Regions from separate parts of the Mus musculus genome. Here region 2 is linked to region 1. A link is a contact called in public promoter capture Hi-C data. All regions are on one chromosome and are shown on one strand. The core of a region is the stretch at or near the end of the contact, and the rest is flanking DNA. Distances in the headings are between cores, read along the strand shown. Region 1 holds the start of Clca3a2 (chloride channel accessory 3A2). Region 2 holds the start of Ddah1 (dimethylarginine dimethylaminohydrolase 1).

The links. Promoter capture Hi-C pulls out the DNA fragments that hold promoters and counts their contacts.
Region 2: a contact with region 1 is called in a promoter capture Hi-C map of hippocampal neurons, with 2.1 times the contacts expected there. The contact joins the promoter of Ddah1 here to the promoter of Clca3a2 in region 1. A contact is called at or near these places in 2 of 39 promoter capture datasets (the SN4741 cell line and hippocampal neurons).

Annotation. Positions count from the first base shown.
Region 1 is chr3:144,817,621-144,822,605 of GRCm38.p6, reverse strand. It overlaps Clca3a2 (chloride channel accessory 3A2), which reads left to right and starts at 3,112. Exons shown (of 14, transcript NM_030601.3): 1 at 3,112-3,295; 2 at 4,543-4,683. The coding sequence starts at 3,137.
Region 2 is chr3:145,756,377-145,761,361 of GRCm38.p6, reverse strand. It overlaps Ddah1 (dimethylarginine dimethylaminohydrolase 1), which reads right to left and starts at 2,670. Exons shown (of 6, transcript NM_026993.3): 1 at 2,198-2,670. The coding sequence starts at 2,500.

The DNA of each region.
Region 1 (4,985 bases), core at 1,863-4,362:
TCTACCTTTGGGAGAAAAATGAGTTAAAACGAACAACTCATTTTCTAAATATCAATATCTAAAAGCTATTACAGTAACTATAACATGTAATTTTATGGAAATAATTACACGAGGAAACAGAATATAAAGCTCGGAAAGAGAAAATGATGTCTATTTTCATTATAAATCTGCGAAAAGAGAAACACGAACTCATTTCCAGACAGCATTATTATATGTTCTCTGCATTTTTTTTTAATATGAGAAAGCAAAAGAAAAACAGGCAAAATCCCTAAGTCGGCAAATTGCTTCCTTGTATTAATCTCCGTTCTGTTATTCAACAGGACACTTGAGAATGGGTCAGGTACGGAGGAAGCGTTTTGGAGGCTAAGAGGGCTAAGGTCCAGCGAGTGGCAGGTTCTGGCAAGGACACCACAGAGTTCCTGTACTTGATCCAGATCAAGGACCAGCCGGAGGCTGTGAGGAAGCACTCAGCACAATGCACCTTCACAGGAGCAAACTGATTCCAGTAAGAGTGACTCTGCCTCTATGCCTCCAGTAAGGGTCACTCTGTGGTCACAGCACAGTCATTTCCCAGCATGAATTCAAGACAGCCTGTAGAGAAAATAAGTCATATTCAAACCATACCAAAAGCCTAGTGGCAAATGAGTATTGCCTAGCATTTACACAAGACACGGAGTCTCTTTCTCGTATAAAATCTATCAGAGAAGTCCACATTCTCTTGTATCTTGGGCTGAGAACTACTGTTTACATGGGAACAAGAACTACTCTCCCGTGATTTCTAAGATTACAGTCTGGCTCTGCTTCTAAAACATATCCTGTGTCATATATAATTTGCAGATTGTCTGAAGTCTCAGGTATAGCGACATAAGCCTTCCATGTCAGCCCTTGGGAGGCTGAGGCAGGCAGATCTATGCAGAGCTCCAGTGTAGTCAGGTCTACTTAGCAAGACCCTGTCTCAAAGAAGGAAACTAAACTGAAGCTGAAAGGCCTGAGATGGAAGATCAAGGCTGCCCTGTCCGCAGCTGTAACCTAGAACAAATTCCCTCAAAGGAGCTTCAGCTTGCACAGAGGGCTTTCCTGATTCCCCTCCCCTTGGGAAATTATTTTCTGATTCTGAGTTCTCTGATGCTGTGCTATAGCTCTCTGCGGAACCTTCCCCACTCTCACTTGTATTTTGAATATTATTTTATTCCAACTTAATCCACGAAAAAAGTCTTCAAGTCCTTCAGGGGCAATGCCCACACTGACGGCATCCTACACTCATACAGAGCACCAGTAAGGGGCACAGACCATAGAGAAGCATGCTCATCTTTTGTGTGGGTGAAGGGCAACAAGAGATTTACTGGGTGGTGGAGGGTCACTTGCTATGGCAAGTGCTCTTTATTATGTTTCTCTTTTATTTAGTTAGTTACATTGGTTTGGGCTTTTTGCTTGTTTGTTTTGTTTTGTTTTCTGAGACAGTCTCATTACATATGTAATCCAGCAGTGTAGGACACCAGATGTTTCAGGCATTATTTTATTTAATGTTTGCAATGTTTTTGTTTTGTTTTGTTTGTTTTTAGAAAGATACTTGCTCTCCTCATTTTACAGCTATGGAAATTGGGAATGAGAGAGGCTAAGTTGTGATGGAGAGTTTTCTTGACAGAAGGAAAATGGTTGAGCTATTAAGGTGATACATTATGTATGCCCAAATTCACCCAAGATAAACAGATGGGGTGCCATAGCAGTGACTCAAGTAGATAGAAAGAAAAATGCTTATAGTGGGGACAGTGTGGGAAGATTTCACAGCCTTTATCAAGCTTGGACTGCAAGCTGGGACAGGCCCAATAGTTGAAGATAAGAACATGAAGGAAAGCTAAGTTTTCCCTGCAACCAGCTGGCTTTTCCCATAGCCTCGGGCAGCTCAGGGATTTCTCATTCCCAGCATAAACCCTGGAAGACTCTATTTACAGTTTTACAAATTAAAGCCATAAAAACAAATTTTAATTAGCAATCTTATGTCAGCATTGACACTTACAACAGCATGTGATGTTTAATAATAGTGTATAATTCTAGTTGAGTTTTTTAAGTGTCAAAGTCCTGCTTGAAGTGCTTTTCCTGCATTCTCTCATGTAGTACTCCCCAGATTGTATAACAGTTTTGTCACAGAGAAGATGAGAGTCTCCATTCCAGACAAGAGAATAGATTTCTCTTATGCTGTATTTTTAAGATTTTTTTTATCACTGTTAATTACATGTATGTGTGTATGACTGTGTGTGGTTGTGTGTGTATGAGTTCAGGTGCCAAAGCAGGCTAGAAGCGTTGAATTCCTGGAACCTAGGGTTACAGATGGATGGGAGTGCCTGGCTTGGTACTGGACACTGCAAGGGCACTGTGTGCTTAAGTGCTAACCCACAGCTCCATGTCCCACACCTGGGAATAAAAAGAAAAACACATTCTCATAATATTTCTGTCTTTAAAGAAACAAAATTTCTTACTACAGATGGCCCTAGGAAACTCTTTTCTTCTTCTTCTTCTTCTTCTTCTTCTTCTTCTTCTTCTTCTTCTTCTTCTTCTTCTTCTTCTTCTTCTTCTTCTTCTTCTTCTTCTTCTTCCTCTTCTTCTTCTTCTTCTGTTGTTTCTGGCTTTTCTTTTTAAAAGGGTCTACTCCATGTGTAACACAGCAATATAAGGCCCCATGCCCTGCTTCAGGAGTTATTACATTTAATCTTCACAACATTCCTTTTTAAAGACCTCATTGACCTCGTTTTGAGTCAGAAAAATTGAGGCTGAGAGAGAAGTTATACTCAGAAAAATAATCTCTTGCTAACAAAATATTTAAAATCTAGTAAGAAGATGTGTTATGTTGGTAAGATGAGCTTAAGCAACAAGACAGAGTACAACAGTGACTCGGGAAAGGTAAAAAACTTTAAGATACTCCAAGAAAAATAATGTGGGAGGATCTTACAGATAAGGTACATCAAGCCTGGGCTGGCACAGTGGAATACTGTCAACAGTTGGAGAAAAGGAAAGTCCCAAGAGATATCAGCATTTCTATCAAATTATGCAAATATTCTGGCCGTGATTCAAATTCCCGAGCGAGGCACACACATAAATGCCCTTCTGTGCTGCTCCTTCTCACTGGAGCAGTGCGACCATGGTGCCAGGGCTGCAGGTCCTTCTGTTCCTCACCCTGCATCTCCTGCAGAACACAGAGAGCTCCATGGTGCATCTCAACAGCAATGGATACGAGGGTGTGGTCATTGCCATTAACCCCAGTGTGCCAGAGGACGAAAGGCTCATCCCAAGCATAAAGGTAAGAAGGGGTTTTATTGTCAGGTCAATAATTCTGTTGCCTGCACATCCAAACTCACACACACAGTTACACACTCACACACACAGTTACACACTCACACACACGGTTTTACCCTCCCAAGGGGCGCTTTGACCGTCTTCATCATGCCTGCAGTATTATCTTCAGTCATGATGGGAATCTGCCTAGCATTATATTTTATTATATAATAAAATCTGTGTTTAACCTGTTAATAATTTATTAACTTGATAAGGTAAGAGACTTCAGAAGAAGAAGAGTTCTCACACTTTATCTTAGTAATGTTGGTTTACACAGTCTATACAGCAAATGTCCTGCCCACTCCTCCAGCTGCTCCTACGTGCTCAACTTTGGAAAACCGAAAATCCTTACCTATCTTACCTTGAAGGAAAACTTACACATGCTTAAAGCTGATGTGTTTCTAATTGCACTTGTTTAATAAAAATGTTTGCATCCTGTGTACTTTGTCCATAGGTCCTTGCAACATCTCCATGCAGTGCTTAGGAGCAGAAGGCTGGGTTCCTCTAAAAATTGAATGAATTATTTGTAGGATTGTAGCAAGTAGCAGGCAGAAGCAAACCAGTCTTATTTGTCTTTATTATTAGCTCTTGAGCCATGCCAGAGTGACTCAATGGGTTATAAATATAGCTGTGTATACATATGTGTAACAATAATAATTGAAGATGAGGTCGTGAATTTGTTAGGGAGAGTGAGGGTTGTGGGAGGAATGGGGGAAGGGTGTAGACACATTCGTATATAAAGTTTACCCAAAAAATGTGTGTTTTTTTAATAATCTGGTCATTTATTTATATGCTCTACTTGGGCAGTAACTCAAAATAAAACAAAAGCAATTTTAATTAACATAGAATATAATAATTACCAGACCTTAAGTTCCCTGTGAGTTTGAACAATGCAATTGTAAAAAAAATTGATTAACACACCACTTGCCTGCAGACTTCTGACTTTCATCCCTGTTATGCCTCACGTCGCATCTCCAATCCAACTGCCACCTGGAGGGGTGGGCAGGTGAAGGTCAGGGTTAGCTTTGGGCATGTGGAAATGAGTTTACGGATCCAAGAGATTCAGTTAAATGTATCCCAGTTTTTCAGTTACTCTGTGCACACACACTTGAGGAAGAGGAGCCTCCGTTTGCTTCTTCTGGTTTATGTATAGATGATTTATGCTCAGTTTGTTTCGAGATTGCTACCACAATGCACTTTTCATTTTCTCAGGAAATGGTAACTCAAGCTTCTACCTACCTGTTTGAAGCCAGCCAAGGAAGAGTTTATTTCAGGAACATAAGCATATTAGTCCCGATGACCTGGAAGTCAAAATCTGAGTACTTAATGCCAAAACGAGAATCGTACGACAAAGTAGGTTTCCTGTCCAGCTCCTAAACTGTTTCTTGTGGGTTTCCAAATGAATGTTTACAAGGTTTGATAATTGTTAACCATTAAGTTAGTAATAAGTATTAAAACTTTTTGTTGCTTTTGTGTGCTTGTGTGTACATCTGTGTGGACTATGTGTACACATTCACATGTTTGTGTATGTGTGTGGAAGCACACACATGCTCTCCCCAAGTGTGTGTGTGTGTGTGTGTGTGTGTGTGTGTGTGTGTGTGTGTGATCATGTAGGAGTCAGAGGTTAATATTAGGTGGTTTCCTCTATTTGCTTT
Region 2 (4,985 bases), core at 1,421-3,920, 940 kb before region 1:
CTTGCTTGTCTGTTTACCATTTTGTTGACTTACTGATGGATTCACTCATTTGTTCAATAAGCATCTATACTGAAGCTCATAAGTTCTTCATCCATCTATCCATTCATCCACCCAATGAGCATCAATAACTGAGATTACTATCAGCTTGTCTGTTCAGTATTTCATTCATTATCAACACTTGATTCAATTCAGTAAGCATCAACACTTGATTCATTAAGTATCAACACTTGAAGTTCAATACTTTTCGTTCATCTCAAACATCCATGTATCCATTTATCCATTCATCAGGCATCAATTCCTGTGAAGGTGGCACACCGCGCTGTGAGAGATATTAGCGAGCATCACCCTGCATACCCCTGTTTGCCAGGAGCACCCTACCCAACCATGACTGTCATCTCCTCTCCAGCTAGGAGGTGCCTTACCTTACCCTATCAACACAGACCCATATGTGCAGGAGTAAAAGTGCTTTATAGAGAGATCATGACAGTGCCACTGAGCAGATCAAGATGTAGCCCAAAGCATGGAGGTGGCTTGCCTTCCCTCCCCCTGGGAAACAGAAGCTACAGCTCAGAGGTAGAATGCTTACCTACTGTTGGCAAGGTCCTGAGTTCAATGCCCTACACAGAGAAGGAAAACACAACAAGAGTTCTGCGTGACCTTTGGCAAGTACGGGTCCACTGAGCTGACTACAGAGTGGAGTCAAATTCTGACATTTAAAATATCAAAATATCACCAGGAGAAAGATCACTGCTAGCTCTTATATTGGAAAATCCGAACTTGGAAAGTTAATTGCACAAATAATATGTTATTTGTGTTCCATAGAGATGAACCTTCCTGAAGTAAGATGGACTAAATAAGGGCGATTAGGGTCAAGAGAAGAAAGGAAGTCTTGTTAGACGAGTACCATTTTGAGAGTTTTGACGTCTATTTTATCTATTTAGCATCCCAACCTATCCACCATTGCTACATTCATATTAGGTTAAAATAGAGTGGAAGCCATTTGTATAGGTCAAATTGGAAAGGGAAAGTGGACAGGCTAAGAGAATGATACCTGCTACTTTTGAAGTGTAGAGAGAAGAGCTACCTAAATGGCAAATAGGTAGACTTTGATTATACTCAATCTCTAGGATTTCACCAGGCAAGCAGATCAAGGGTGGAATAGGCATATTTAAATCATAAGCCCAAAGAACTACTTGCAATGCGACAGAAAAGTGAAAAAAAACAAACAAAACAAACAAAAACAAGGAAGAAAACCCCTCAGATAGGAAAAAAACCACCTGCATCGTGTCACACTGCTGGATGCCAAGAGTGTGGGAGAATCTTAAGGCTGGGCTCTTCTCTGGCAGTCAGAAAAATCCCAGGCCAGATGGCATTTTAAAATCTAAACTCGTGTGTCTGTGCCTCTCTCCCACTAACCTACATTATTTTTAAAGCAGTTACAGCCATTTCTACAAGATACGATAATGTGTTGGCCCCTTGAAGAAAACAAAAAGCAGTCTTAATTGCAGAGAGAGAGGGGAGAGAGAGATTAAAATGACAGAACTTATTAAAAAAACAAAAACAAAAACCAAAAAACCTCCCATTGCTAATGAAACGGAGCACCCCGCAGCAAGCACAGCTTTTCAAACCCGGCCCATTCACAAACACATTTAAACACAGCTCACTAACAAAACGCTGAACACATTCGCTTGCCAGTTCTTCAAGACTCACTCGCCACCACTGAAAAGTAACTTGAATTCCTTGGGTCTCTGGGCATAGTCTCTGCCTGGTGTCACCTGGTCCGCCCTGCCAGGAGCTCCCCCAAAGGAATCCCTGCAGGACTTGGGGACCCCCCCCCCCCAAGCCTCCACCTGCCCTCCGGGAGGACCCTTCTCTGTCCTCACTGGCAAGGAAACAAGAGTAGCATTGTCCTCAGCGCTGTGTAATTTGCAAGATAGAACCTCTGGCGCTCTGGGTCTCCAGCCCAGCCACCTGCCCAAGTCCTCGTCACTACACTCCAACTGAGATCGACTCAAAGGCTCCCCGACTGCGAGGAGGTGTGAACAATGAAGTTATCTGGCTCGGATTTCCCACACCCAGCCACGCCGCCCGGAGTCCGGCGGTGGGAAGTTGGGAACTGAGCCCGCGGGGTCAGTTCCACGAGCGTCCCCCCTCGGCCGCGCCCCTCGCGTCGTCTGCCCGGGGGCTGGCCCGTTACCTCCTTCCTGCGGCTGGGCGCCCCGGGGCGGGTGATGAGGGCCGTCTCCTCGCACACGACGGCCACGTCCTCCACGAACACGCAGTCGGGCAGGCTCTCGTCGGCGGGCAGCTGCACCACCTGCAGCCCCAGCTTGCTGCCCAGCACGCCCACGTAGAGCTCGTGCTGGCGCTCGGCGCGAGCGAAATCCACCTCCTCGCCCTGCGAGCGCCTCAGCGCGTGGCGGCACAGGGACTCGGGCGGAGCCCGCACCACGGCGTGGGTGGCCCGGCCGAAGGCGGAGGGGTGGCCGAGGCCGGCCATGGTTCGCGCGGAGAGGAGGCGACGGTGGCTGGGTTTGAGTCGGTGGCTCGGTCCTCCCGAGAGCAGCGCGCGCCCAGCCTGCGAGCCTGCGAGCCTGCGAGCGCCCGGCGGCTCCTCTTGGCAGCCGATGAATGTGCTGCTGCGGGAGCCCGGCTCGCGCCCGGAGCCCTGCCCGCGCCACTGAGCATGCCCAGAGCTCCGGGCGCCGGCCCAGCGCCCGCGGGCCTATTCCTATGCTCTCCGCATCTGCCGCAGACCGGCCTGGGTCAATCGGGATGCGGAGGCCAGGGACTTAATCAGCAATGACTCCCTCCGTGGTGTGTGTATCCCACCGCAGGTGCACGCCTCACATGGTCCCCATGAGGACCTGGAAATTAGGCAGTGCTGAACTGGACCTGCTGGAGAAGACTTCACGGTCAGGGGACCAGGTGAAGGGCGATTGTTTATGGATAAACTTTCCCTTTCTCTTCTTCTCTTTTTATCCAGCACGTGGAACCTCGGTTCTCAGCGTGGCAGCCTGTCTTCACCCAAATTACCTCGACTTTCTCCAAATTGACCAACTGCCCCACGTGAAACTCAGTATAGTATAAAGAATGCATTTCTTCCCACCCAGGAGAAAGTAACCCAAAAGACAGACACACAGTTACAATAAGTATCTAGGAACAGTGATACTTCAAGCCCACAAGGCAATTTAAAGTGGGAAGAATGCCTCTTCTTGTTTTCTCCGTTTTTCTTTAACTGCACTAGGCTTGTCATTCAATAAAGGAGTGTTTATCTAGAAACCAGCACACATACCTACCCTATCTCATCCCCATTCGAGGCTGAAGGCACAGAGATAGGGTGAGGGATGGTACTGTGGGCTTTAACAATGTCCTATTCCAGGCTTCCCAAGATACACTTCAAAGTCACTGTTTTAATAAACCTGTGGTCACAACAGACCTTGGGCGACATTTCACCCCTGATGAGCTTACAGCATCCATTCCGAGAAGGATCAACCACCTCATCCAGTCCCCACAACTACCTTAAACAACGAAGACTGCAAGAACCCAGCTGTATCTCACCAGGGCAGTGGGATTGGCAAAACCCTCGCCCCCCCACCCCCCACTTCCTCTCGCTAACATTCTCATCAGGACTCCAAAGATGGACTTGGGAGTCTCCGAACCCCGTAATGAAGCCACGTGGATGAAGTCTTTATCTGCTCTTCACCAACACGCTTCTTTTGAGGACTGGTGCTAGAGCTTAGTCCCCGGGGACGCCCAGAGCTTTTGCCCTAAAGCTCAGGTAACAAAGATTGACCCTAGAATACTTTTCTCAGTGCAATCAGTTCTGAAGAAAATGTGATTCCAATGTGTTTATTTCCAGAGCCTGCTAGAAGCAAGGAGCTAGCATTTTGTTCCCACAATAGAACTCTGCCCCCCCCACCCCCCACCCCCGCGGTCACAATTCAGTTCCTTGACCTTCGGAAGGAGATTCCAGCTTCCTTACAGCCTCGCCCTTCCTGTGGGAACACACCTTTCGGAATTCCTGTCACTTCTCGACCTTCCCTCTTTGCCGCTCAAGAATCCGTCCTTTCTTTGATGGTGATACAAAGCCTGTTCTTTTTCCTCTTTCACATATCAAAGTTTAAATAATCCAGGGGGTGTGCTCTTCTCAAGGAGACCACCTCCAAAATTCTGAAATAGTCTAAGGCGATAGTCTCCTCCCCCACGGGGTGCAGCACACTACTAACGTACAGGTCATTTCCATAATCAAGTATTATAATTGAACGAGGTGTGGTGGCTTGCACCTAAAACTCAAGTCCGATTGAGGCAGAGGGAGGCTTGAGGCTAGCATGGTCTACACAATGAGTTCTAGTTCAGTAGAGGATACATAAGAAGCTCTTGTCTTGGGTAAGCCACATATATTTATAAGCATACGTATGTATTTATACAGACACATATGATTTGACTGTGACCTTAGAAACCCTCTCATTTGATTATTTTGTCTAGTGTTTTGAAACCCAGCTGTGGCATCCAGTATCCGCGTCAACCTTTTGCTTGTATATTTTAAGCCCTGTTTAACAAGACCAGAAATATTCCATGTCTGAGGATCTATCCTGCTTAAGAAGTTCTTCGGTTTGAACTTCAATCCCCTTGGTCTCAGTTCTGCCTCCTGATGAAAGGGGCAGCGTTCTTTCACAAGCCGCTATTCACATATTTGAAGGCAGTGCTGTTATCTCTGCAGTCTGTCCTGACCCCTGCACTCTTGAAGCCTGATCTAGCAGGAAGCAGCTTCTGATTTGGTTTCACAGTCCTTTTAACATTCTCATGTTCTTCCTTTTGATGAAAACCAACTTGGCCATATCCCTTCTAAGACACCCAGACAAAAGATGATTGTCCCTACGCCTGACTGACGGACACGATGGCAGTTTAATCCAGATGGGAATATGCTCTTCTCAAGGGGACCATCTTCAAAATCCAGGCTGTACTTCTCCCTCGTGTTCTGT